Regions from separate parts of the Mus musculus genome. Here regions 2, 3, 4 and 5 are each linked to region 1. A link is a contact called in public HiChIP or PLAC-seq and Micro-C data. All regions are on one chromosome and are shown on one strand. Each heading gives the region's core, a stretch centred on a gene start, on an enhancer-like site or on the middle of the called end of the contact. The rest is flanking DNA. Distances are from core to core; before and after follow the strand shown. Region 1 holds the start of Tmem132b (transmembrane protein 132B). Region 2 holds the start of Scarb1 (scavenger receptor class B, member 1). Region 3 overlaps Tmem132b (transmembrane protein 132B). Region 4 overlaps Tmem132b (transmembrane protein 132B). Region 5 holds the start of Ubc (ubiquitin C).

Evidence for each region. Hi-C and Micro-C count contacts between places; a contact is called where the count stands out from the background. HiChIP or PLAC-seq counts read pairs in DNA pulled down with a chosen protein or histone mark.
Region 2: a contact with region 1 is called in a Micro-C map of embryonic stem cells, with 3 times the contacts expected there. The contact joins the promoter of Scarb1 here to the promoter of Tmem132b in region 1. A contact is called at or near these places in 1 of 484 Hi-C or Micro-C datasets (embryonic stem cells) and 1 of 9 other capture datasets (adipose tissue).
Region 3: an H3K27ac HiChIP or PLAC-seq map of neural progenitor cells shows a contact between it and region 1, with 7 times the contacts expected there. The contact joins the enhancer-like site here to the promoter of Tmem132b in region 1. A contact is called at or near these places in 19 of 484 Hi-C or Micro-C datasets (the Ba/F3 cell line, cerebellar granule neurons, cerebellum and 9 more), 9 of 115 datasets of contacts at active chromatin or transcription factors (SST interneurons, astrocytes, embryonic forebrain and 6 more) and 1 of 9 other capture datasets (embryonic stem cells).
Region 4: a contact with region 1 is called in an H3K27ac HiChIP or PLAC-seq map of stem cell-derived neural progenitor cells, with 6 times the contacts expected there. The contact joins the enhancer-like site here to the promoter of Tmem132b in region 1. A contact is called at or near these places in 3 of 484 Hi-C or Micro-C datasets (the Ba/F3 cell line, gonadal supporting cells and myeloid progenitors), 3 of 115 datasets of contacts at active chromatin or transcription factors (astrocytes, neural progenitor cells and stem cell-derived neural progenitor cells) and 1 of 9 other capture datasets (pancreatic islet).
Region 5: an H3K27ac HiChIP or PLAC-seq map of embryonic stem cells shows a contact between it and region 1, with 3 times the contacts expected there. The contact joins the promoter of Ubc here to the promoter of Tmem132b in region 1. A contact is called at or near these places in 2 of 39 promoter capture datasets (the C10 cell line and pre-B cells), 1 of 15 datasets of contacts at CTCF or cohesin (embryonic stem cells), 3 of 484 Hi-C or Micro-C datasets (all in embryonic stem cells), 5 of 115 datasets of contacts at active chromatin or transcription factors (all in embryonic stem cells) and 2 of 9 other capture datasets (adipose tissue and liver).

Annotation. Positions count from the first base shown.
Region 1 is chr5:125,530,361-125,535,047 of GRCm38.p6, forward strand. Tmem132b (transmembrane protein 132B) reads left to right here and starts at 2,058. Exons shown (of 9, transcript NM_001190352.1): 1 at 2,058-2,330. The coding sequence starts at 2,270.
Region 2 is chr5:125,338,930-125,343,616 of GRCm38.p6, forward strand. Scarb1 (scavenger receptor class B, member 1) reads right to left here and starts at 2,165. Exons shown (of 13, transcript NM_016741.2): 1 at 1,828-2,165. The coding sequence starts at 1,953.
Region 3 is chr5:125,703,340-125,708,026 of GRCm38.p6, forward strand. All of the region lies in intron 4 of Tmem132b (transmembrane protein 132B), which reads left to right. Among named protein-coding and RNA genes, the nearest start is that of Gm32811, 58 kb to the right of the region's middle. Within about 2 kb of position 2,197, at least 41 of the 459 cell types and tissues checked have an H3K27ac peak or open chromatin away from gene starts, as enhancers often do. A contact at or near this core is called in SST interneurons, astrocytes, cerebral cortex and 4 more, where this site is marked.
Region 4 is chr5:125,683,955-125,688,641 of GRCm38.p6, forward strand. All of the region lies in intron 3 of Tmem132b (transmembrane protein 132B), which reads left to right. Among named protein-coding and RNA genes, the nearest start is that of Gm32811, 78 kb to the right of the region's middle. Within about 2 kb of position 2,242, at least 21 of the 459 cell types and tissues checked have an H3K27ac peak or open chromatin away from gene starts, as enhancers often do. A contact at or near this core is called in stem cell-derived neural progenitor cells, where this site is marked.
Region 5 is chr5:125,387,905-125,392,591 of GRCm38.p6, forward strand. It overlaps Ubc (ubiquitin C), which reads right to left and starts at 2,113. Exons shown (of 2, transcript NM_019639.4): 1 at 2,006-2,113; 2 at 1-360. The coding sequence starts at 357.

The sequences.
Region 1 (4,687 bases), core at 808-3,307:
AGCCATAGTCACCAGGGAGAGGGGACACACAGAACCTCTGAACTCAAGAAGAAACCCAGAACCCAAGCGGGGTGGTGGTGGCGCACGCCTTTAATCCCAGCACTCAGGAGGCAGAGGCAGCTATACAGAGAAACCCTGTCTCGAAAAACCAAAAAAAAAAAAAAAAAAAAAAAAAAAAAGAAAGAAAGAAAGAAAGAAAGAAAGAAACCCAGAACCCACTGTCCACCTATTGATGCCTTTGCCAGGAGCATGGCAAAGACAGGATTCCTTATGAAGGAGGGCTGCAGGCAGAGCAGAATTTGTTCTTGGTAACTAACCTGCTCCTGCTCCTTATTCTTTTCTTCTTTTTTAAAAAATTGTGGAAGAGCCTGGAGCTGCCTGGACTAATGAGTCCCTACTAATGAAGTAGGTCCACCAGCCCCCTCACCAGCTGGGAAGGCCGGAGTGTGCTGATACTCGCCCATGGAGGCAAATCAGACACGGTGATAACGGCTGCAGCGAGCATGAGGGTGTTACCCTTGGCGGATCGGGTCAGGGGTTTCCTGTGTGCATTCCTGGGAATACCAGCTAGAGGCTGCCCTGACTTTATGTCTCAGGTTGGGAAATTGAGGCTCTTTGGAGGATTATGAGTTTTGCCTGCCCTGGGTTCTCAACTAAGGATGCTGGGCCACAGTCTGCATCATCCCTGTTGACTGATTTGAGGTCTGACCCATCTTTCTTTTTTTCTTTCTTTCTTTCTTTCTTTCTTTCTTTCTTTCTTTCTTTCTTTCTTTCTTTCTTTCTTTCTTTCTTTCTCTCTCTCTCTTTCTTTTTCTTTTTCTTTTTCTTTTTCTTTTTTTTTTTTTTTTTTTTTTTTTGGTTTTTCGAGACAAGGTTTCTCTGTATAGCCCTGGCTGTCCTGGAACTCACTTTGTAGAGCAGGCTGGCCACGAACTCAGAAATCCGCCTGCCTCTGCCTCCCGAGGGCTCGGATTAAAGGCGTGCGCCACCACTCCCGGCTTCTGACCCATTTTTCTACGCCAAGCCAGGACACCAGAAACTGGTGGCAGGTTGAGCAGAACCCAGACTCTAATTCAGGTGTTTAGACACCACAGCCTCTGTCTGGCTTTGCAGCCTGGTGAAGGGAACTTCCAGGGCCTCTCAGAGAAGCACCTCGGAGCTTCCCTGTTTCAACCTGTCGCCTGGACTAGGCTGTGCATTCAAAGGGACTGTAGTTTCTTGGTCCCTGTAAGCTGGGACTCTCTTCCCACGCCGGGCTGAAGCCTGGCCCACTTCGTGGACATATCGGACGACCTGCCTTGGTGGCGGAGCCGTGCCTCCTCTCCCCACTCCTTAGCACAGAAAGAGCGCTCTGATCTGCCTGAGGCTGGTAGATACTCTTGCGGGCTCTCAGGCCACACCACATCTATCACGTGCCCTAGTCTGCGCGCAGCAATCTATCCCTCACAGATGCCTCCTCTGCGGGCCTCTCCGGTAGCTTGCTTGCCTTCTCAACCCCGGGGACGCCCAGCGTTGCGCTCCCTCCCAACACTCCCTGGGAACCCGCTCCGCACTCTAAACGCTCTCTCTGTCCCTGCCCGACTACCTATTCGGGTCTCCACAGGCCTTGGCGGCCCTGTGCTCTCCCCTGGGAGTGAGTGACACATCCTGACGCTTAACCGCTGGGTGGCCGCCTGGTGTCTTGGCCCGGAGGAGGGGAGGGGACTGGGGGGGGGGGAGGACACCTCCCTGCCTCCTCTTTTTCTATTCTTTAACATCTCTGGGTATGTTCCTCCTCTCTCTTCCTCTCTTCCCTATTCCTCTTCTTCTCCCCTTCCTTTCCTCCTTTCATCTCCTTCCTTCCCTAACTCCATCCTCCTCCCTCTTCTTCTAGCCCCATTCCTCCTCCTCCTCTCCCTCCTCCTTCCTCCTCCCTTCCCCTTCTCCCTCCTCCTCCTCCTTTCCTGTCCTCCTCCCTCCTCCTCCCTCCTGGCTGCTCCCCTCCTCCTCCCTCCTCCCTCCCCTCCTCCCTGCTCGGCTCGCTCACTCTCGCGCTGGCTGGAGGGGCGGCCGGCAGCTGGCGCTGGCCGAGGCGGCGGCGGGATGGGACGCGCGCTGGGGCGCAGGAGCCGCGGCGCCGGCGGGGGCCGCGCAACTCCGGCCAAGTGCAGGGCGGGCGCGCGCTGAGCCCGGGCGCCGTCTGCAGCCGGCGGCCGAGCGCGGAGCTGAGAGGTGCGGGAGGCGGCGGCGCAGGAGCGAGCGGAGCCCGGCGCCGGCTCCCGGGAGGACCATGCGGGCCCCGGCCGCGTCGCTCGGGCTGCTGCTGGCGCTGAGCGCGCTCCGCTGCGCAGGTAACGCGGCCGCGTCCCCTCCCCGACCCCGCGCGCAAAGTTGCTGCCTGGGTCCCAAGTCCCGGGCGGCCGCCGCCTCCTGCTCTTGGCGGGTCTGGGGAGCCCCGGGCGGCCCAAACCCCGCGCGCGTCCCCTTTGCCTCCTCTCCAGTCCCAGCTGCCCTTTGGATCCTTTTGGGGCTCCGGGAGCCACAGGCAGGGCTCCCTGAAATACCCCTCCTTACGCTGCCTGGCACCCGGGCCCCGGGGTCTGCTGGAGATGTAGTGGCCCAGCGTCCGTGGATTGCTGTCCTGTTGTCTGGACACCTGCGGGGCCTGGAGGTCGTCTGGGCTGGCCATGTCTGGCTTGGCTGCAGTCCTTCCCGCGCCTGGTTGCCCCTCTGTTTCCAGCCTCCCAAAGCTACCCGCTCCCCCAAGTGGCTCCCGCTGTCTCCCAAAGTAGCTTCCGCAGGCAGCCAGGTGACCCTGCCGCTCACCCTCTGGAAGCGCGGGTCGTCCCAGCACCCTGACCCATACGTGGTCTAGCAGGACCCGGGAGCGTGGTCCGCTCAGGCACCTAGTGATGTCTAACGTGAAGGTGTTCAGAGCCCTCGCCCCGGGATCCGGGAGTCTGGCTCCAGACTGGCACCTGCGCAGCTGTCGCCTAAACCCCGCGAATGGGGGAAGTCAGAATAGCCAGTTATATGCTGTTTGCAGCCTGGGATGGAGTTGGCTAGGTTCAGCCACCTCGGTGTTGCTACGTGTTGGTTGTAGAGGAAGCTTATCCTAAAATGACAGTACCCCCCTCCCCCACCCCAGGCAAGTAGAGACAATCCCAAAGGCTGGGAAGAAGCGACAGTCACGAGCCCTGTTCATGTGCGTATGAGGGCTGTGTTCTCCAGACCTTTAAAGCCCACGTTTTGGGAGCAGGTAGCTTTAGACTGAGAGCTTCGCTTCCCATTCCTTAAAACAAAAACCGACCGTACAGATACCCAGAACGCGGAAGGAAAAATGCACCCTCAACTTTGCGGCTCCGACTGCCTGGGTGAGGTCGCACTTAGGAGTAAACCTGGATGCCAACTTGTTTGGAAGGATGACTGTGCATAGGCAAAAGTAAATATTGCCTTCCTTCTAGATGACCTCAAGTGACCCCAAATATTTACTAAGACTTTCCCCTTGGAGAGATGGTGGCCAGCCTTGGGCTTTGTTTGCACCACTGGAGGATGGCTCTGGTCCTCAAGTGGAGGGCTCTTCCTTGGCGCCGTTAATGAGCAACCTCGAGCTGCTTGCTCTTGGAACTCCCCTGTGGGTTGGAGAGGGGCACTGACGGGGGTCCAGGCCATTTCCTCAGAGCGGAAGCTCTGAGACGCGGTTGCCAAAGTGCACAGTCCCTCGGACTTGCAAATTACAGTGTTGTGGCTATTTTCTCTCTCCACGGGGGTCAGCGTTCGCCTGGCTGTGTTCAAAAAGCCATCCTGGGCAACCTTGAAGGAGGAAGCTGCCTGTTTCTTGCCTTGTGCCAGAACGAGTCCCCTCACCCTGTCCAGCCCCACCCAGCTACAGAAGAGCCTGTGCGTGGATGGCTCTGGGAGGCTTGTGGTAGAAGAGAGGATGTGCCACCCCTGGGAACTCATTCCCGGCCCTCCTAGGAGGTGTCAGTGCAGCTCTCGGCTGCATAGCTTGCCATACTTTGGGTCCTCGGTTGCCCATGCCTTCCATCGGTTCCCACCAGGGACATAAAGAGAAACACAGTTTGCTAAGCCTATATTTAGCTCCAAAACAAGGGTGATGTTTCTGAAAGAGCTGCCTACACTTGGTTGGTTGGTTGGTTGGGAGTTAACCAGCTTCATCTAGAACTGGCTGCATTTTCTAGATCGTTTCTGGACCAACCTTAGATTGAGTGGCTGAGACCCTGGAAGTGGGGCTTGAAGAGTTCAGCTGTACGGAGGCGCTCCTATAGCACACGTTCTGTTGCCTGTGCCCTCTTCCTGCGTGGGCAGCTACCCCGGGAAGGAGAGCGGTGGGCGGACTTCTTGGAGCTTCGTGAGGGCTGAAGCATACGGAATTGCACTTGGTTGGAGTCAGCACCAATCCTCCGGCTTAGCGACTAGGGGGCCCCATCATTCAAACCGTGTTTGTTCATGCTGTGGCTTTGGAAGTTAGTGATGCAGAGACAGACCACTGTCCCCTGGGGGAAATTGACAAGCCTTGCTTTGTTGACCCTTGATGCTTTTGTTTGGAGAGGGTGTCTGTGGAATGGGGTAGATAGGGTTCTCCACCTTCCTCCACCCGAGCCCCTCCCTCGCCCCCAGCCTTGCTAGTGACAAGTTTGCAAATCGTAGGGACGGCGCTGTTGCCTTGCAAGTCACAGGGCTTAGT
Region 2 (4,687 bases), core at 915-3,414, 190 kb before region 1:
AACCTAGTATTCCTGACTTTTATAAATCAACTTCTTTAACTTACAAAAAAAAAAAAAAAAGGAAAGAAAGAAACACACACACACACACACACACACACACACACACAAAGACAAGGCTTCCATTCAAGTAGCACAGAACGCAAGAATCCAAAGTCAACTCCAGGGTCCCTCCCTGCTCCCCTCGCTGCCATCCTCCCACCATCCCCTGAAGTGAACTTTTTTTTCCTCCCTCAAGAGGTCGGCTTCCAGCCAGGGCCTCTAAGAAGAGGCTGTTTTGGGCTAGGCGTGTCTTAGGCTCTTCCTTCCTTCACGCCACTCAGCCCCCAACCAATCGCCTTTGGGATTTTCACAAGTAAGATTGTGGAAGCCGCTCGCTCAAACGTGAAGCCCCAAGCTACCAGCTATGGGGCAATTCTGCCAGTCGTGGTCTTTCTCAAGCACGGGCAGATGGGACCCTGACTGATGGAGCAGGCCTGCGCAGTCCCAACGCTAACGTGCACGCCCACACACACCAACCCCCCCCATCCTTAGTCTCTGTGCCAACCCCCAAAAGAAAACATTCCCGAAAGGAGTTTGAGAAGGAACCAGCTCAGATTCCCCCTCACCCCCAAATCGAAGAACAGGGGATATCTGCTCACTCTACCCACTACAGGCTGGCTGAGCAGGAAACCCAGTCCACGTGCGGAGTGCACAGGGCTGGGTTCTTACTGAAACCACAGGCTGCCACTGAGACAAGGCTGTCACCACTACTTTGCCAAACCTAACAGAAAGGCCCAGAGCAATTCTGATGCTCCAACAAGAAGGATCTTCCCTCTACCCAAGACAGGGCAACTCCTGGGACCTTCATGTACAAGGGTTGAAAATTCTAAGCAAGAGAAATGACAGTGTGGCCAAGAGAACTCGGAAATACCCACCACAACTCCAGGAAAGCCACCTGTGGCTCCATCCTGAAGACCCGCCAGGACCTGGCAGGTAGCGGCCAGCCCAAGAGGGAGTATCCCTCATTCATTCCCTCCTTTCAGCGGGCGATGGGACATGGGACACGAAGCCATTCTTAAACTCCCAGTAAACAAACCCGCTAAGAGGAAAGATGTCAGTCAAACCCTGTGACAACAGCCCCTTCTGGATCCCAGATCCAGTTCTAACTGGATGTTCCCTGAGAGCCAGCCCCCGTTTCCCCTTCCGCAGTAACCCTGCGTCTCAGAAAACACAATTACTCGGTAATCTCCAGGACTTAATGAGCTCCCGGCTCAAATAGAAGGACACCGGATCCCAGGGCAGAGTCTGTGGCTGGACCGGCACCACCCGCCTAATATCGGTGCCCGGTTGAAAGGGCAAAACAGGGCCTAAGGCTGAGATCAAGGGAGAGGCTGGGCTGCCTATCCTCGGCAGACCTGAGTCGTGTCTACCTCTGCCAGAGCGTGGGGGGCAGAAAGCAGCTTAACTCTCGAGACTGGCAGGCAGTGTGGGGGCGAGCCAGGGCATCTCTGGGGCATCTGGGCGGGAGGAAACAGGCAGAGCACCCAAAGAACTGGAGCCCGTGGGAGCCTCACAGATGTACAGGGGTTTCGCGCAGCTCTGAGGTTACTAGGTACAGTCACCGGCCGGCGCGTTCAGAAGGGCTGGAGGTCGCGACAGCTACAGTCGAAACTCAGGGACAACCAGGCCATACTTCTGCTTCAGTGAGGTTTAGGCTCCTGGGACGCTGGTGACTCAGACCAAGCCTCTGGGGTGAGCCTGGGCCTCCCTGGTGGTGAGGAGGTAGCTCCACCGTCCCACCCTGCGTCCCGATCCCCAACCCCCATCTCCCCAAGACACTTCACTCACCTTGAGCACCTGCTGCTTGATGAGGGAGGGCACCATGAGGATCATGACAACGCCGAGCGCAGCAAACAGCAGCCCCAGGGCGCCCAACCCCAAGGCCACCCAGCGCGCCCTGGAGCTGCCGCCCATGTCCGCGTGCGCGGAAGGGGCTCTCGGGGCTCAGGACCTGAAGGAGACGGAGACAGAGGTGACGGAGGCCACAGAGATGACAGAAGCCGAGACTCCCTCAGCAGCAAGGTGTGTGCCTGGCGGTGGCCGGAGCAGCAGTAGCCCTGCAGGTGGCCAGAGGCTTTATGCGCCATGGCCCGGGCAGCCCGCCCCCGAGTTCGGCGCGGGATTCCGGCGAGGGGTGGGAAGAGGCGGGGAGTGGGCGGTGCTCTGATGGTGAGGCGTGGGCGTGGCTTCCTTTGGGCGCCGCCCCTCCGAGCTGCTGGGCTTTCCTGGTGGTTGCTGGTCTAGGTGGGAACCGATGTGCCCTCTACAGAGGGCAGAAGACCCTGGCACCGTCTGCATCCACTACCCCCGCCCCTGCGACCTCTTCTTTCTTCCGGACTCCTGCGAATGCCTCCCGCTCCCCTGCATTAAAATCAGTTGCAGTCAGCCCGGGCCAGCCTCTGGGCCATGAACGCCCTCCACTCAAAATTCCGTGTCCCTCGGGGCCCTTTGCACTTCCCCCACTCGGAATTCCATATCCCTTTGGGCTTTTGCACACCCTCCATTCTGTGTCCCTCGTGGCCTTTGCACACTGTCCCCTCGGAATTCCATGTCTCCCGGGACCTTTGCACACCCTTCGTACAGAATTCTGTGTCCCTCGAGGCCTTAAGCATACCCTCCACTCAAAACTCCAGGCCCCAGACACGCGCTGGGCCCCTGACTCCATCCAGGAATGTGTTCGAGGGGCTTATCAGACTGCCTGGCGGCTATGCTCTCTGCTGACTCTTCCTTATCACCCAGAGACACCACCAGCTCAGTTGAGCTCAGTTATGCGTTCTTTGGCCATGAACCCCACTCAGGATACCAGCAGGGTGGTAGGGACTCTGTCTTTCCCTGCTCTGCCCAGTGCCCAGTTAGCTCGTTCTCAGACCACAGCCAGAGCCTTTAAGCCTTTAATTCTAAATGCTTCGTGTTACAGCCAAAAAAAAAAAAAAAAAAAAAAAAAAAAAAAAAAAAAACCCTGAGGCATGGGGTGACTTCCTTCCTCAGTGAGGCCAAGGCCTGCATTCCACTCAGGACACAAAAAGTGGATACGGAGCTGAGAAAACCCAGCCCCACACCTGTTAAAACCGAGTCCCAGCTCCTGTTAAAACCCAGTAGGACTGCTCTTGAAGACCACCTTCAGCAATATGACCCAGAGTTAGCTCATATTGAGTCAGAGTAGGTTCTCCAGAGACAGCCAAGTCATATTTCCAGCCCTGACAGATTCCACCCATCACATGGAATAAAGACTTAGCTGTGCAAAGGACCGTATTGGTAGAGTGCTTGACACCTGATATTGGTCGCCAGCATCCGTGTTCAGGTGAGATACCCAGGCCTGAAGAGATGGCTCAGAGGTAGACATGGCTCAGTGGTTAAGAGCACTTGCTGCTCTTGCAGAGGACCTGGGTTCAGTCCCCAGAACCCACATGACAGCTCACAGCCATCCTTAACTTCAGTTCCAAGGGATCTGATGCCCCTCCTCTGACCTCTGAGTATACCACGCATGCCCATGGTACCCAGACAGACATGTAGGAAAGACAATTGCACACATAAAATAAGTAAGTCCAAAACAAAAACAAACTCTAGGCTGGTAGTTCCAGTGCAGGGGAGTCAGGGACAGGAAGAAAGATCCCTGGGGCCAGATGGCCAGCCAGACTTCTCTAACCCGGTTCCTAGTAAGATATTCTGTCTCACACAACACATTCAGGTGCACCCACAAACATGCACACGTGTAGACACAGGAGAAAGACAGAAAGGAGCCTAGAAGTTCAGTAGACAAAGGAGCAGGGGTGGGCGGGGCCTGGGAACATTGGCTGTGTTACACCCGCGCATGTTCCAAGTTCAGAGGCTCATGAGCGACCAACTGGCTTTAAGAAGAGCAGTTCACACCTCCACCTTACAGAAGAGGGTCCTCAGGACTCGGGGTGGGAGTCCTCACAGCCCAGGTTCCTCTGAACCTGCTCCCACTCTGTGCCCCTGATGATGGAGATGGGAGGTGGGGGGAGTGGGGCTGAAAGTCTCTCCAGAAACTACGTGGTGCTCAGGGACATGTTTGCTAAAGGTGGTCCCAAAGAGGAGACCTTCTAGATTTGAACGGGAACCTGAGTGGCCCGTATTCTTTAGGAGTGTTAACCCCGGGGTATCTGATGTCACTACTGGGCCATTCTATGTGACCTAGGAGGAGGCCGAATGAGGCAGCGAAATCCTAGAGATCTGGTCTGCAGGAGGTTATCCAAAGGGAGCTGATGTCATCTCAGACCAGAGGGACTGGGTTTTCTCAGCCATGATTATTATGAAGGAATTCTCTAGATCCTCAGTGCCTGACTCCTCCTCTCTCAAGTCTCAGCCTGAAGCCTACTCATCAAAGAAGGCCTTCGTGTCCAATTTGTTGGAAATGGGGGTCTTTACAGGCATGGCGAGCACCCCTGTGATCCCAGCACTTGGAAGGAAGAGGTCAAAGAAACAGAAGTTCAAGGCCAATCAAGGCTACATGAACTCCTATCTCAAGCCAAAGAAAAGGGCTGGTGAGGTGGCTCAGCAAGGAAAGACACTTGTCACACAAGCCTGAAGACCTGAATCGGGAATCCAAGAACCCATGAGGGATGGCGAGAACAGATCCGGTTGCCATGGTAACCCCACACTCAATAATAATAGTCAATAGAATTCA
Region 3 (4,687 bases), core at 947-3,446, 170 kb after region 1:
TTAAATCCATATGCCCACTAGCTAAGCAGTTCTGACCCTTCCCCCACCCCCAGCCCAGGATGATATATGGATTAACCCAATCCATCAATGGGTGTCATCTATTTGCTGGTGATTATTATAGTGACTATCTTATGGTGTTCTGGCTAATAAACTCCCAGGGGAAGTCTGCTGAGAGAGAAGGAACTGCCCCCTATTAACTTCTGGGTACCAGTTATGGATGTTCTGACTTTCTGTCCCTGGCACAGTGGTGTGAAGGATGAGACTACTGTCCCTCGGGAGGAACTGTAGGTATTTTGGGATGGTGGAGCAGAAGTAGAGAGCCTGGTGTCACCAGCTGTTGAGAATAGATTAGGGATGTTCCAGCCCCAGTCACCTTGACTTAGAGACTATATATATGCCCCACTTTAAATTGGCCATAGGCTGCAAAGGAGGGATTCCATGGGCGCCTCTTTCATGGCCCCATATCTTGTCCCTCAACCTAGTTCTCACCATTCACACATAGGCACAGAGGAATGGAGGTCCCCTCCTGTTGCTCCCAGGACCAGGCTGCATATCCATCTCTCAGTACAGGGATGTGGGAAAGTATTTCCAGCTTTGTCTGTGACAGGGTAAGCAGCCAGTGGCATCTGCCACCCACAGGCCCTCGTGTTCAACCCTCCCAGAACCCTCCAAGAAGGTGTGTTATCTGGGGCTTTAATCATGCTTACTCAAGAGAACTGCTGCAGGGGTCTGTGATCCTGAATTGGGTTAGATACTGTGGTTGCCTGTTGGTCGTGTTTAAGTCTTGGCTTCATGTTAGGTAAATATACAGCCTTGGGGGTGTCACTGAGAGGACTGAGAAGAGACCTCAGGTGGGGAAGCCAGTGTGGAGCTGGTGCAATGGTCCAAAGAAGTGATTTTACCAAGGGCAGTGGCTGTGACAATTTACTCATTCATTTTTTCCATTCATTCATCCATCCACCTATCTGTCCATTCATCCATCCACCTGTCCATCCATCCATCTATCCATCCATTCACTCACTCCTATTTATCCATCCTCTAATACATCTATTCACGTATTCATCCATTCACCCACCCCTCTATCTATCCATCAGTTGAATGATATACTTATCCCTACAATGGACCATCTGCATCTCCATTGATTCCTTCCTTCCTCCAAAGATGCAGTCATCATTTTATCTGTAGATCCATCCACCCCCATATCCTTCCATCTGTCCATTGACCCACCCCCACCCATCTATCCATCTGTTCATTCATCCACTGATCTATCATCCTCCACTTATCTCTCCATAAATCCACCGATTGATACAGCTCTCCTTCCGTTGAACCATCATCCATCCCTCCATTGATTCATCTGATTTCCTTTATGAATCTGCCCGTTGATCCATCCATCCACCTATTATCCATTGTCCATCCAACTATAGGCCAACCCATCTATTGATCTTTCCATCAGCCCATTCATTTATCCATCTGCCCATCCATCCATTGGTCCATCCATCAATATCCCTCAGTCAGTTGATTGATCCATCCATTCACTCGCTCACCTCCATGTAGCAAACACTTGTACAGTATACGCTGTGCACTGAATTGATTGCTTTCTGATAAATAGAGAGAAACAGGAGCAGGTGGGAATTTTGAGGTGGATACAGTAGGTCTTGGAGACCATTCTGTCTAATGTCTTCAAATCTAGAAGATCAGCACAGTTGGTCCCAAGCTATAGAAGTCTCCCCCAGGGGCGTCACACACAGAGATGGTCACAGCCCTGGATGCTAACACCACCTTCTGTAGTAATTAGTGCTTTCTGCCTCCTTCATGGGTCAGAGATGCTAACAAATGTGCCCATTTCTCTTCTTGCCCTTCCTTTTAAACCTTCCTGAATGCGAACGCTCCCCCTTCCCCTCCACACTGTTCCCCTTTTGGGTTTTCCGTCCAGCTACTGAGCTTTGAGTATAGAGATTTGTTCCTGTGGGTGGCTTGGAGTTCAAGACAGCAACCCACCATTCAACTCCAGCCCTTAAAACTAAAAAGCCCCAACTCTGCACATGTAGATAAAAAACACATTATCTTTCAAAAAGGTTGAAATGAAAAAAAAATGAACACACTCAGTGAGTTTCTAGGCAACTGGAACCACGGGCTGAGCACAGGCTGCGAGGAGATAATCAGCCTCCCTTTCAGTCACGCTGGCTGAACGCTTCCAACACGGCCTGGGCACAAATGCCTCTTTCTTTCCAGTGGCGTTTGGGTGCTGGCAGTGCCAAGCACTGTCCCAGAGGATGGTGATGAATAAGGCAGGCAGGGTCCTGGCTCCTCAGCCTGACAGTTTACAGATTCAGATAGCTCTTCATTTCAGAAGTGAGGAGTGTCCAGGAGACTTGGATGAGCAAGCCGGAGACTGGGGACAGGCTGAGCAGTGCTGGAGGGACGGGGAAGGAGTCCTCCTAAGGCCTTAGCACTTGCTCTGAGAACTAGATGAAAATGAAAGAGGCAGCCATAACAACCTGTGGAGGAAGAACGTTCCAGACAGAGGGAACGGTACATGTCTTCAGGCAGAACTTAAGTAGGGCAATTTAAGTAGTCAGCTGCAATGCAGAGGGAAGCTGGAGAGTGCTAGGGACTGAGAGGTCATAAGAAGGTGGGATAGGTTGGCTGACATTGGCTCTCAGCTCAGGGGGCTTCTTTTTTTATCAGTTTTCTCTTGCTGCTGTAACCAATGACCTCCAGTAGAGTGGCTTTCACAATACGAACTGACCTCGAGGCTCTGGAAGTCAGAAATGGTCCTTACATAATAAGATCAAGGTCTTGTGGCAGGGCTGAGTGCTTTCTGGGAGGTTTTTTTTTTTTTTTTTTTTTTTTTTTTTTTTTTTTTTTTGGTGGGGGTGATGGGGTGGTGGTGGGAGTTGGGGGAGGCAGAAAGCCTCACCCAGGGTGTGCTTTCTAGCTCACACATTGCCAGCGTTCCCTTAGGTATAGACCCTTTTCACCTGAATGATAGGAGGTCAATTCCTTACCTCTGCAACCTGACTTAGTCACATCATCAATGATCCTTTCTGCATGTCCTGAGATGAAGGCATAGGCATCTTTGAAGGAGGAAAAAAAATTTTATCCTTTCAACTTCAGTGGCTTTGGACGGTCACCTCATTAGAGTCACTTAACAACCTACAGGAGACAAGGGTTGTAACACCCATGCTCTGAACTTGGGGCTTAGATATGCTACAGCCCAGTGCATGCCACCACTGACTGCAGGGAATGAGGTTCTGGGCACCAAGTCTTACAGGCTCCCATGGCATATGCAATCAGCCACACAGCGGTATGGGATACATTCTGTTTACCATATAATGGTATGGGCTGCACTCTGCCTACCAAGACAACAGCAGTTCACATTGTTTATTTTGACTCACCTTTCTGGAACCATGACATCCTAAGTCTTAGCTATTCTGCATGCTTCTTTCCTTAAACCACGCCTGCCTGAGACACTGCAGGAGACCATGCCCACTGCTGGTGGCTGGTGCCTAAAATGAGCTGCAGGCAGGTCTGTCTTCTAGGTTCTCCTACATCGGGGAGAGCAGAGGGACTCTGCATGCGGTTGCACACAGTGGCAGCCCTGGACACACCCACACTCTCTCACTTGATTGACCCAAAAATCTCAAAGCTGAAATGAGCAGTTTTTAGTCGTCAGGGACTGTGCGTGTTCAGTGAATGCCCTTTAAAAGTGGCTACAAACAGAAGGCACATGCTTACGAATTCTGCATTCTGCATGCACATGGCAGAGTGGGTGCCACCCATACAGCACAGACATGGCAGGGCCTTGTCCCAGGGCATGGCACCAACGAGATTCGGATGGAAGTGTCCCCTCTTGCCATAGAGGCCCCACAAGTACACTGAGTTATTACTCTGCCCTGGCATACATTAAATACACAACGATCCAAGAGGATTGCTTTGGAGAGGGTAACTGTTGCCTACTGGAAACAATGGCAAGAGCCATCATGATGTTTGGTGGAGTCCCCTGTGCCTTCCTGAGAAAGCGTTTGCCGGTGTATGGTTCCTGAAGGCAAAAAGAGTTGGAAAAAACCCCCCAAAAACCAAACCCCCAAACCTAAGCCAGCTAAGCAAGCTCTGGAGACAAGCCAGGATGTCAGTCAGAGGCACAAAATGGCAGAATCCAGGCACTTCGATGGCAGAGACACAAGACAAATCTTTAAAGGCTCTGTCAATACCATTAATATTTATGGCCTATCCCGTAGACACAGCCACCGAGACGCACATCCTTCAAAGACTTCTGCTCTGGAATTGTTCGGCTCTTTTGGGTGATGGGTCTTGAATGATGAAAGCCAGAGCGATTATGTGCAGGATCACATCCTCACCTCACGCTCCCTAAAAGGCAGCAAAAGAATCAGCAAACTGTGTTTTGAGACAACGATTTTCTTGAGAAACAACAACAACAAAAAAAGCCCTTGGCTGTTGACAGATCGGCAGGGTTGTTGATTACAGCTTGAGCTGTGAATAGGTAAATTTTTTTTCTGGCTTCCCAGGCCTGATAGTCCCATTGAGAAATGGCATAGGGTTGGTTGATCACCAGCAGATGGCTTTGACAGACTCTGCACTGGTCCGGGAGGGGAGAACATGTTCCCGCCCAGTGGGAGCACGTGGAGATGGGTGTTGGGACTGGTGACATGGCTCAGCCAGTGCC
Region 4 (4,687 bases), core at 992-3,491, 150 kb after region 1:
CACCCTCCAAGGTCTCACTATGTAGCCCTGGCTAGCCTGGAGCTTGCCATGTAGACCAGTATGTCCTGGCGCTCACAAAGATCTACCTGCTTCTGCCTCTCCCAATGACTGGGATTAAAAACATGATGCCTAGCTTCCCCTGCCCCCCCCCCCCCTCTGGAACTAGAGATGACATCAAGGCTTCAAGGCTAGACAAACACTCTACCACTGGACCACACTCCCAGCCCCTAATTAGTTTTGACTAAGGAGGTTCTTCAAGTTTAAGATGTTACAGGTCTCTGGTTTTTCCTGTCCTGGCACACTGTATGGGATGTCAGTGAGGACTCTCTCCATCCTGCTTTGACAAGGCCTGTGGTACCCCTATAGCTCAGGGGAGTGTTATAGACCCCTTGGAGCTGAAGTTGCAGGAGGTTTCGAATGGCTTGCCATGGGTGTTGGGAACTGAACTTGGGTCCCCTGGAAGAGTGGCGGGTGATCTGAAATGCTGAACCATCTCTCTAGACTGCCAGGGGATTAAAAGATAATATTGTTAGTTCTTTAACAAATTCATACATGGGTATCATGCATTCTGGCTGCTCTGCTCCCTTCCCCCCCTCTTACCTTCTCATAACTTCCTCCCACATCCTTCCACCCCAGTTTCTTTCCAAGATTCATGAGTTTTGATGTTTGGCTCTGTTTACTTTAACCAGGGCCATCTGTGTGGTCATTGGAGCCTGGTGGGGTCACCGGTGGGCACACAACTGAAGCCAGTGACTTCCTGCTTTGTCAAGGCATGCAGGTTCTCTCTCTATTATCTTCCACCCATTCTCTATCCTAAAGGATTCTTTAAAATTTTTATTCTTTTTTTTTTAAAGATTTTTATTTATTTTATATATCTGAGTACACTGTCATTGTCTTCAGACACACCAGAAGAGGGCGTCAGATCCCATTACAGATGGTTGTAAGCCACCATGTGGTTGCTAGGAACTGAACTCGGGACCTCTGAAAGAGCAGTCAGTGTTCTTAACCACTGAGCCATCTCTCCAGCTCTCCATAATTTTTATTCTTAAATCTCTTTATTAAATACTTCTTCCCCAGTAGGAGATATAAAAATGTATTTGTCAGGCTGGGCAGGCCATCCCTACTGGAGTCCCAACTTCAGGGCACAGAACTGTGATCCTCTTATGTGCTTAGAAAATCAAAGGAGTGGGAAGACAGTTCTATGGTTGAGTGCTTGTGCAAGCATGGAGACCGAAATTCTAATCTCTGGCACCTGTATAAGAGTTTGGGTGTGGTCACACATGTGACTCCTGTAACCTCAGTATTGTGGGAGATAGAAAGAGGAGGCTAGTTGGGACTTGCTGCATGCCAGTCTAAAGGCAATGTCAGTGGGAGATCCTGTGCCAGGGAATAAGGTAGGGAGTGATAGAGTTGGTTACACAATATACTTCTTCCTCTAATCTCCAGATGTGTCTATGGATGCATATTACCCCCTGCCACACATGCACAGTGTGAGAGCCATCAGTATTTAAGGAAGGCCCCCCTGTTGCATGGTTATCCTATTGCTTGCCTGTTGCAGTTCTCCACACTAGAACGTGAGCTCTGAAAGGTCTTACCCTCTTGTGCTGGACAATGCTCAGCCATCTCCATGGATGTGGAATGAGTAAGCTTCAGGCCAGACCCCAGCCAAGACGCTACATTTTTAGTCTTCAAGGAGAACCACAGGCGCCAGCAAGTCTCTAACTTTGTGTCTGTCTTCTTGAGTGTGCTGACCTTGGTGTTCTGAGACACACTTAACTTCAAAGGTTCGGCTCCCATAAAAGCCTGCACGCCTCCAATCGTGTCTTCTCACTCTGAGTTGAGCCAGTGTGAACTCCAGTCTCCTGGCATCTTTTGTTAGGGTGAGCCCGCCAGCCTCCATCACAGAGAGTGGACACATTGTTGCAGTAAAGACTGAGCAGTGTTTTTGATGGGACCAGCTTTGCACATGCTACCTTGGAGGCTCAGACCCCAGCAGGGATTTGCTCTTTGGATGGAAGCCAGGACAGAGTTGCACCCTTGAAACTGGGCTTTGTCTCAAACATATTCGAGGTTTTCCCTGCTGGTGGCAGGTGTGCAGGGGACAAGCTCCTGGTGACAAGAGTTCAGCTAGCTGCACGGGCCACCACACAGCTACTTGGACCCCTCATTAGTGTGGCCTGGCTTGGCTACCAGAGCAGATGGCACCTGCTGCTCTTTTGTTTCAGGGCAATTAGTGTTCTCTCTCCTCCGGGGCTCTGGTCTGGCGCTTACCCACATTCAGATCTCATCACAGCCTGTGCTCGTTTGCCTTTCCTTGGGGACATGCACCGGTGGGCCAAAATGGATGAGGGGTGGGAATTGGGCCGAGTCCTATGTAAGCTCTGGCCTCCTTCTCTGCAGCCAGAGGAGCATCTTATCAAATATGCACACAGACGCCTTCCCTGTCCCAGGATGCCTCCAGAATTTTTGGATTCTGTAATTGGATCTACAAGTGGTCTCAAGAGACAATGGAGAACAACAAAAATCCAGGTTGTTACTAGTGTTTTTCCTTGTTATTTAACATTCAAGTCTGGCACCTATTGATATTGGGAACAAACCCTTCTCCCAGTCACACTATGGCGGGATAGGAATGGGCTCCGGTTCAAGAGTCTTCCAATAGACCATCAGTCAAGGGCAAGGGAGACAGGTTACAGGTATGAGGAATAAGAATGATTTTGAGCCTTGTGGCAGCGGTGGCAGCGGTGGTGGTGGTGGTGGTGGTGGTGGTAGCACACGCCTTCAATCCCAGCACACAGGAGGCAGAGGCAGGTGGATTTCTGAGTTTGAGGCCAGCCTGGCCTACAGAGTGAGTTCTAGAACAGTCAGGGATACACAGAGAAATGCTGTCTTTAAAAAATAAAAAAATAAAAAAAGAATTTTGAGGCAGCTGTAAATTCGCAGAAGAGGCTAAATGGAAGCTGGGATGGAGTTGTTGGTTCTAATTAATTGGTGGCAGGAGAATTCCTGTCTCTTGAGGGATGGCGCCTCATGCAGGGAGATTTATATGCTTTGGGATGAGAGGCGCTGGCGTGGTTTCCCATTGACTTTCTGCACAGATGATCTTTATTGAAGAGCCATCAGGTAGATGGAAGGTTAGTGGAACGGGGATCTGCTTTCTGACCCAGGTGGCATTCAAAATGTCAACCTATTTTGAGGCTTATCTCTGTTAAAGCTTAAGGTTAATAAGGTTAGAAGTTCTAATTGGGCTTATTTTAGAATATCACCGAATGCAATCTCCCTGCCCTCTGTGATTTCATCTATTCTGGGCAAGTTTTCTGCTAATGGGCTGCATCCCAGTCTTAAATACATAGACAAGGTCATGCTGGGTTGCCCAGGGTGGCCTCAAACCTGTAGCCTTCCCATCCCCGTCTCTTGAGTAGCTGCTATTGGGTTCGGCTCCCTCTCTTTAAGTTATTTTCCTTGCTCTTTCGGAGCTGAAATAATGCTTGACTTGAAAGCTGATGGCTGTTGTTTGTGATGCCCCATAGAAGGGGCTCTTTTGCCGTCCTCCCTGTGAGTGTACCTGTGTGCAGGTGTACATGCAATTGTGTGCATGAGTGTGTGTGGAGGAGAGATGCCAGTGTCTGGTGTCTTCCTCCATCACTCTCCACCTTAAAGTCTGGTGCAGGGTCTCTTACTGACTCTAGACCTCACTGATTAGTTGAGGTTAGCTAACCACTGAGCTCCAGGGATCTCTTCCTGTCTCTGCCTCCCTAGTAGGAGGATTAGAGGCATGTACCACCATGTCTAGCTTTCTATATGAGTGCCTGGGGAATTGAAATCAGTTCCTCACATTCACACTGCAAGCCCTTTACCAACTTACCCCTCTTGCCAGCCCCATGCCATTCTTATAGTTGAGTCAGATCTCCCTGTACCTGTACCATGTGAGTGCTAGCAAATCCAAGAACTAAGGTGGCAGAGGGAGAAGATGTGACACCCACCCCTGCCCCTGATCTTTGACACCTAAGGGGAATGATGTAAGAAGCAGTATCGGACCCTTGGGACAGGGACAGCACCGCCTACGTTTCCTGTTTTGTGGTTTAGGGTATGAGGGAGGCCCCACATCGGGAAGTCGAAATCAGAAAATCCAATCTTGCTAGCTTGCAAGACCCAGTTTTGGGGGGGGGGTGTTTCACAACAAAATGAATAAGAATTTCCAAAGAGGAGCGGGGAGTCCTCAGATCCCATAGATACTCTTTACTCAAGTCTATGGGTGACCCTGGAACCATTGTATATTATGAAGACTCTGAGATGTTTACATTAACTGTGAAGCTAATAAAGAAGCAAAGATCAGAATATACCCAAATTACCTCTATGATGTAACTATCCACTATGTCTAGATCACAGCCTAGTATTACTTGATGTAAGAGTCAACAAATGAGATGCATATGCGCCATAGGAAAAGCAAGCAGTGGGGGTGGGGGCATGGATGGGTCTTTGCTAGAGCACTTTCCCAGTGTGCCTGAAGCCCTGGGTTCAAACCCAGTCCTAAAAAAGATATTAAAGTATAACAACCAATGGAAGCTGATATAATGAGACTAAGATTACAAAGAAGGCAAAATAATTATAAAAATTAAAGAGAATATATCTTCTGCAGTTTAGGTGTGATGTGTACCCCTGGGGTTCAGATGTTGGGGGTAGGCATCAG
Region 5 (4,687 bases), core at 863-3,362, 140 kb before region 1:
CAGCCTCTGCTGGTCAGGGGGGATGCCCTCCTTGTCCTGGATCTTTGCCTTGACATTCTCTATGGTGTCACTGGGCTCGACCTCCAGGGTGATGGTCTTGCCTGTCAGGGTCTTCACAAAGATCTGCATGCCACCTCTGAGGCGAAGGACCAGGTGCAGGGTGGACTCTTTCTGGATGTTGTAGTCTGACAGGGTGCGGCCATCTTCCAGCTGCTTGCCTGCAAAGATCAGCCTCTGCTGGTCAGGGGGGATGCCCTCCTTGTCCTGGATCTTTGCCTTGACATTCTCAATGGTGTCACTGGGCTCGACCTCCAGGGTGATGGTCTTACCAGTTAAGGTTTTCACAAAGATCTGCATCGTCTGTCACAAAATATACAAAACAATTCACAGGTCAGGAATGACACAAATATTTGTGGGATGGCATCAACATTTGTCAACTGGATGCTATAAGTCTAAATAGCAAGGTCTATCTACACAGATTCTGTCTTGAATCCAATCCCCCCACCCCGAAAAACCATCAAGAAAATAAGATTGTTGACTAACAAAGTTAAGAAACCTCGGCATGGTGAGTCTTTTTGTATTACCAAATTTACAGGATGGAGACTTCAGTATACCAACAGCTGAAAGTCAATTTCTGTCTATTTGAACAGTTTGCAGAAAAGCCTGACCTCTGGGAGGTTATGAAACCACAGCAGTCCCGGATTCAGTTTCAGAATGGTAATATAGCAAGTTACTACTGCAAAACTAAGTCTGAGCCCATGCCTATCGCTGACCTCAGCACTGGGGACACTGAGGTGGGCAGATCTCTAACTGGAAGGTCAGCCAGAGACAGTGTAATCCTGCCTCAACTCTCCTTCCCCCAAAAGAACACCAAACTTTTGTCTGAACGATTAAAATTAGTCTGGAGTGGTGGTACTGGCCTTGGACCTCATCACATGGGGTGGTAGAGGCAGAGATTTTGACAGTTTAAAAAAAAACACCCTTGTCGCAGGACAATGGTGGTGCCTTTCGTCCCAACACTTGGGAGGCAGAGGCAGGAGGATTTCTGGGTTCGAGGCCAGCCTGATCTACAGAGTGAGATGCGGGACAGCCAGGACTACATAGAGAAACCGTCTCGAACCCCCCCCCCAAAAGTTTCAGTAGTCATAGTTGTACAGCGACATTCTTAAAACGAAACAGGACAAGAATGGCTCACATTTCCCCTCTGAATTTCCGGTTCCTGTTTACTCTGGAGAGGCTACCGGAGGCCGAGACCCAAACCCTGTCCTACAACCGAGGGAAAGCTAAAGTCAAGATAGTGACGTCACTATCCATTAGGAGGCCACGCAACCCGCGACGTCACAGGGGGCGGCAGGCCAGGCAGGCTGAACCGCCGCCCAACCCCCTTCCGGTCTCGATCGCACTTCCGTCTTTCAGCAAACGAACGGACGAACGCCGGGCCAATCGACCTCTCGGGCCAGCCCAATATCCACGGCTCTCACAGCAGAGGCTCCTACGGCGCGCAACCCTAATTCAGTCCCCACCCCACAGTCTCCGACGTCCCCGGCTTAACCGGAGGGCAGCGGCCTCGCGGGCCTTTTTCCTCCCCCAACCTCGTCCTGCGCGTCAGAGCCCCGCGTCTTCCCCCTCAGGCTTCCATCTGGCCGCCATCTTGCCGCCCAGTCCTCTGCCTCGGGGCAGCCGCGGTCCGCGCGGGCCACGGAAACCAAACGTCTGGGCCGCGGGGCTGCCTCTCGCCCCGTCTCGCCTCCAGCCTCCCGTCCCCGACCGGGTGCGGCGGCTTTCTCCTCACCAGCGGTGGTGGCGGCAGTCCTCACACAGCAGACGGAACTCGCAGTCTCCACGGAACTAGCTGCGGCACGCCCGGCGTCTCTTTATATAGTCACCGAAGCCCCGCCCCCCCCCTTCCGCGCGGTCCCTCCGCGGGCAATGCGGTCAGGGACTACTTTGTAACGCCGGGTCCAGTCTCGGCAGCGAAAGCGACAGGCTAAAACTATCAAGGTACCTCTCTCACGGAGTTGTTTCACGGTGGCGTCCAGAGATTGAGGGGCTTTGTGTGGGAGGGCAGGGCTGTGACCTCGGGCGACTCCGCGGAGGGATCAGCGCGCGTGAGACGATCGGCACGAAAACACGGCTGGGATCACTGAGGCCGGAGCGGGCCTTGGCGCAGGCGCCCTGCGGCTTCGCGGCCTGGCGCCCCTAGTCAGGCCACCACCCCCCACCCCCCCTGTTTTCTTTCCGCGCTAGGGGGACCCAGGGCTTTGGCTCCTGTCACACTGGGATCCCATTGGTGACCTCGCCTCCTCAATCCCCTCATCCCCGGCGGGTCACTATGCCCAGCCCTCACTGTTTTGGCACAGTGACAGGGTGGATGACTGTGCAAATCTCCTAACAAGGAAAATGACAAAGGGTTTTTAATAAATTTAAAAAAAAAAAATACGAAGGAGGGAATCTCTCCCCGATTTGGAAAAACGAATCTGAGTTTGTCAAGGAAAGCAGACAGTCTACACAGTTCTTGAAAACTGTTGGCATTAGATCTGAAGCCCAGCAGAACCTGATCTTTCCAGATTTTTCCTAAACCTTGTGTCCTTGGATTCGAGAAGGTTCTATGTTTTCTATGTGCTTGTCACTAAGTAAAGGTCAAAATTTCCAAATGTTGTTCATATTTGTTGTTCATATTCTGAGACTGAACCCACTGAAGCCCTGATTTTTAAATTTTTGTTGTTCAGATGGGGGTTTCTCTGTGTAGCCCTGCCTGTCCTGGAATATGCTATGTAGACCAGGCTGGTCTCAAGTTTATATAGGTCCTCCTGCCTCTGCCTCCCAAGTATGGTCTACAGATCAAGTTCCAGAATGGCCAGGGCTACACTTGACTTGAAAAACCAAAAACCAAACAAAAAACCCCCACAAAAACAAAAAAGCACAAATGTGCACGTGTAGTACAATGTTCAGATTACAGCAAGCATATATCCCACTTATACGAATCAAATTATTCAGGGTTTTTTTTGTTTTGTTTTGTTTTGTTTTTTTTTTTTTGGTTTTTTGAGACAGGGTTTCTCTGTGTAGCCCTGACTGTCCTGGAACTCACTTTGTAGACCAGGCTGGCCCCGAACTCAGAAATCCACCTGCCTCTGCCTCCAAAGTGCTGGGATTAAAGGCCTGCGCCACCACTGCCCAGCTCAGGTTTTTGAAATGTAAGGCCTAAGACCTTAGAAGGTAAGAATTGAATCCCTGATGGGGAGAGATGGCTCCCCAGTAGGAACAGGTCTTTTTCCAGAGTACATGAATTCAATACCCAGCAACCCTGTCAGGCAGCTAGCTTGTGACTCCAGCTTCAGGAGGGTCCAATGTCCCTAGGGACACTTTCACATACATGTGGCACACACTTAGATGGACACACACTATTAAATGCCTTTAATCTCAGCATTTTTTGAGTTTTTTTGAGACAGGGTTCCTATATGTAGCCCTGGCTGCCCTGGGACTCATGACATAGATCAGGCTGGGTTCTAACTTGCAGTTGATACTCCTGCCTCTACCACCCAGACGCTGAGAATTCAGGCCTGTCTGGCTCCCTGGTTTAGGAATTCATAAACATTCAAGATCAGAGGTATTGTTCAAAATATACTTTAACTGCAGGTGTTGTTCAGAATAGACTTAATTTTCTGTGATTTTTTTCCATGAATCGAGGTCATATGCCACTATAAAATTAAAATGTCATTCTCCGGGTTTCTGGGAAGCCACAGTGATTTCTGAGGCAGAGTTCTGGGCAGGTCAGTTCTTTCTAGAATTCAGACAGAAGTTTGAGGAAGGGAAGAAAACACTGAAGTTGGTTCTAAAGTGATTCTGGCTTCCGGCCACACCATGCTATATTTGGCTGTCGCTTTGCTTCAGCCTCGTGATTCCTGGTTCTTGGCTGAGTCACCAGCTTTGTGGCATCAGGTTTTTTTCCAGAGTCTAGAAGATTCAGAGCCAGGCAGCCTTGATTTTAGAAGTAGGGGTGGGGGTAGGGGCGAGGAAGAAGCAAAGCTTGAGCCCTGGACCTGGCCAAGGTGAGCTTGAAAGGAAGAGATCCTCAAGGCTCTGGGGTAAGGAAGAAAGTACCTAGTGTAGAAGAACTACATGACCTAATGTCCAACAACCATGATGAAAATGCATATCATACTGAAACCTATTGCTACATGTAAGTAATGAATGCTACTTTCTGTCAAGAGAAGAAAGTATTTTTGGCTCAAAGGATAAATTCTCTGAAAATCGACACATGGATTTTGTTTGTTTGTTTGTTTGTTTATTTTAGTTTTAGTTTTGAGACAGGGTTTCCTCTGTGTAGCCCTGGCTGTTCTGGAACTGAGGAGGCTGGCCATGAACTCACAGAGCTCCTCCTGCCTCTGCCTCTTGAAAGCTGGGGGGAGGAGGGGGCGTGGTACCCCACCACCCCTAGTAAAATATATAGGTTAAAATAATCTTTGAGAATTTCATACATACAATGCTTTTTTGTTTTGTTTTTTGAGACAGGGTTTCTCTGTGTAGCTCTGGCTGTCCTGGAGCTCACTCTGTAGACCAGGCTGGCCTCGAACTCAGAAATCCGCCTGCCTCTGCCTCCCAAGTGCTGGGATTAAAGGCCTGCGCCACCACTGCTGGGGTGTTTTTTTGTTTTTTTTAATTCTTTTTTTTTTAATATTTTTTTATT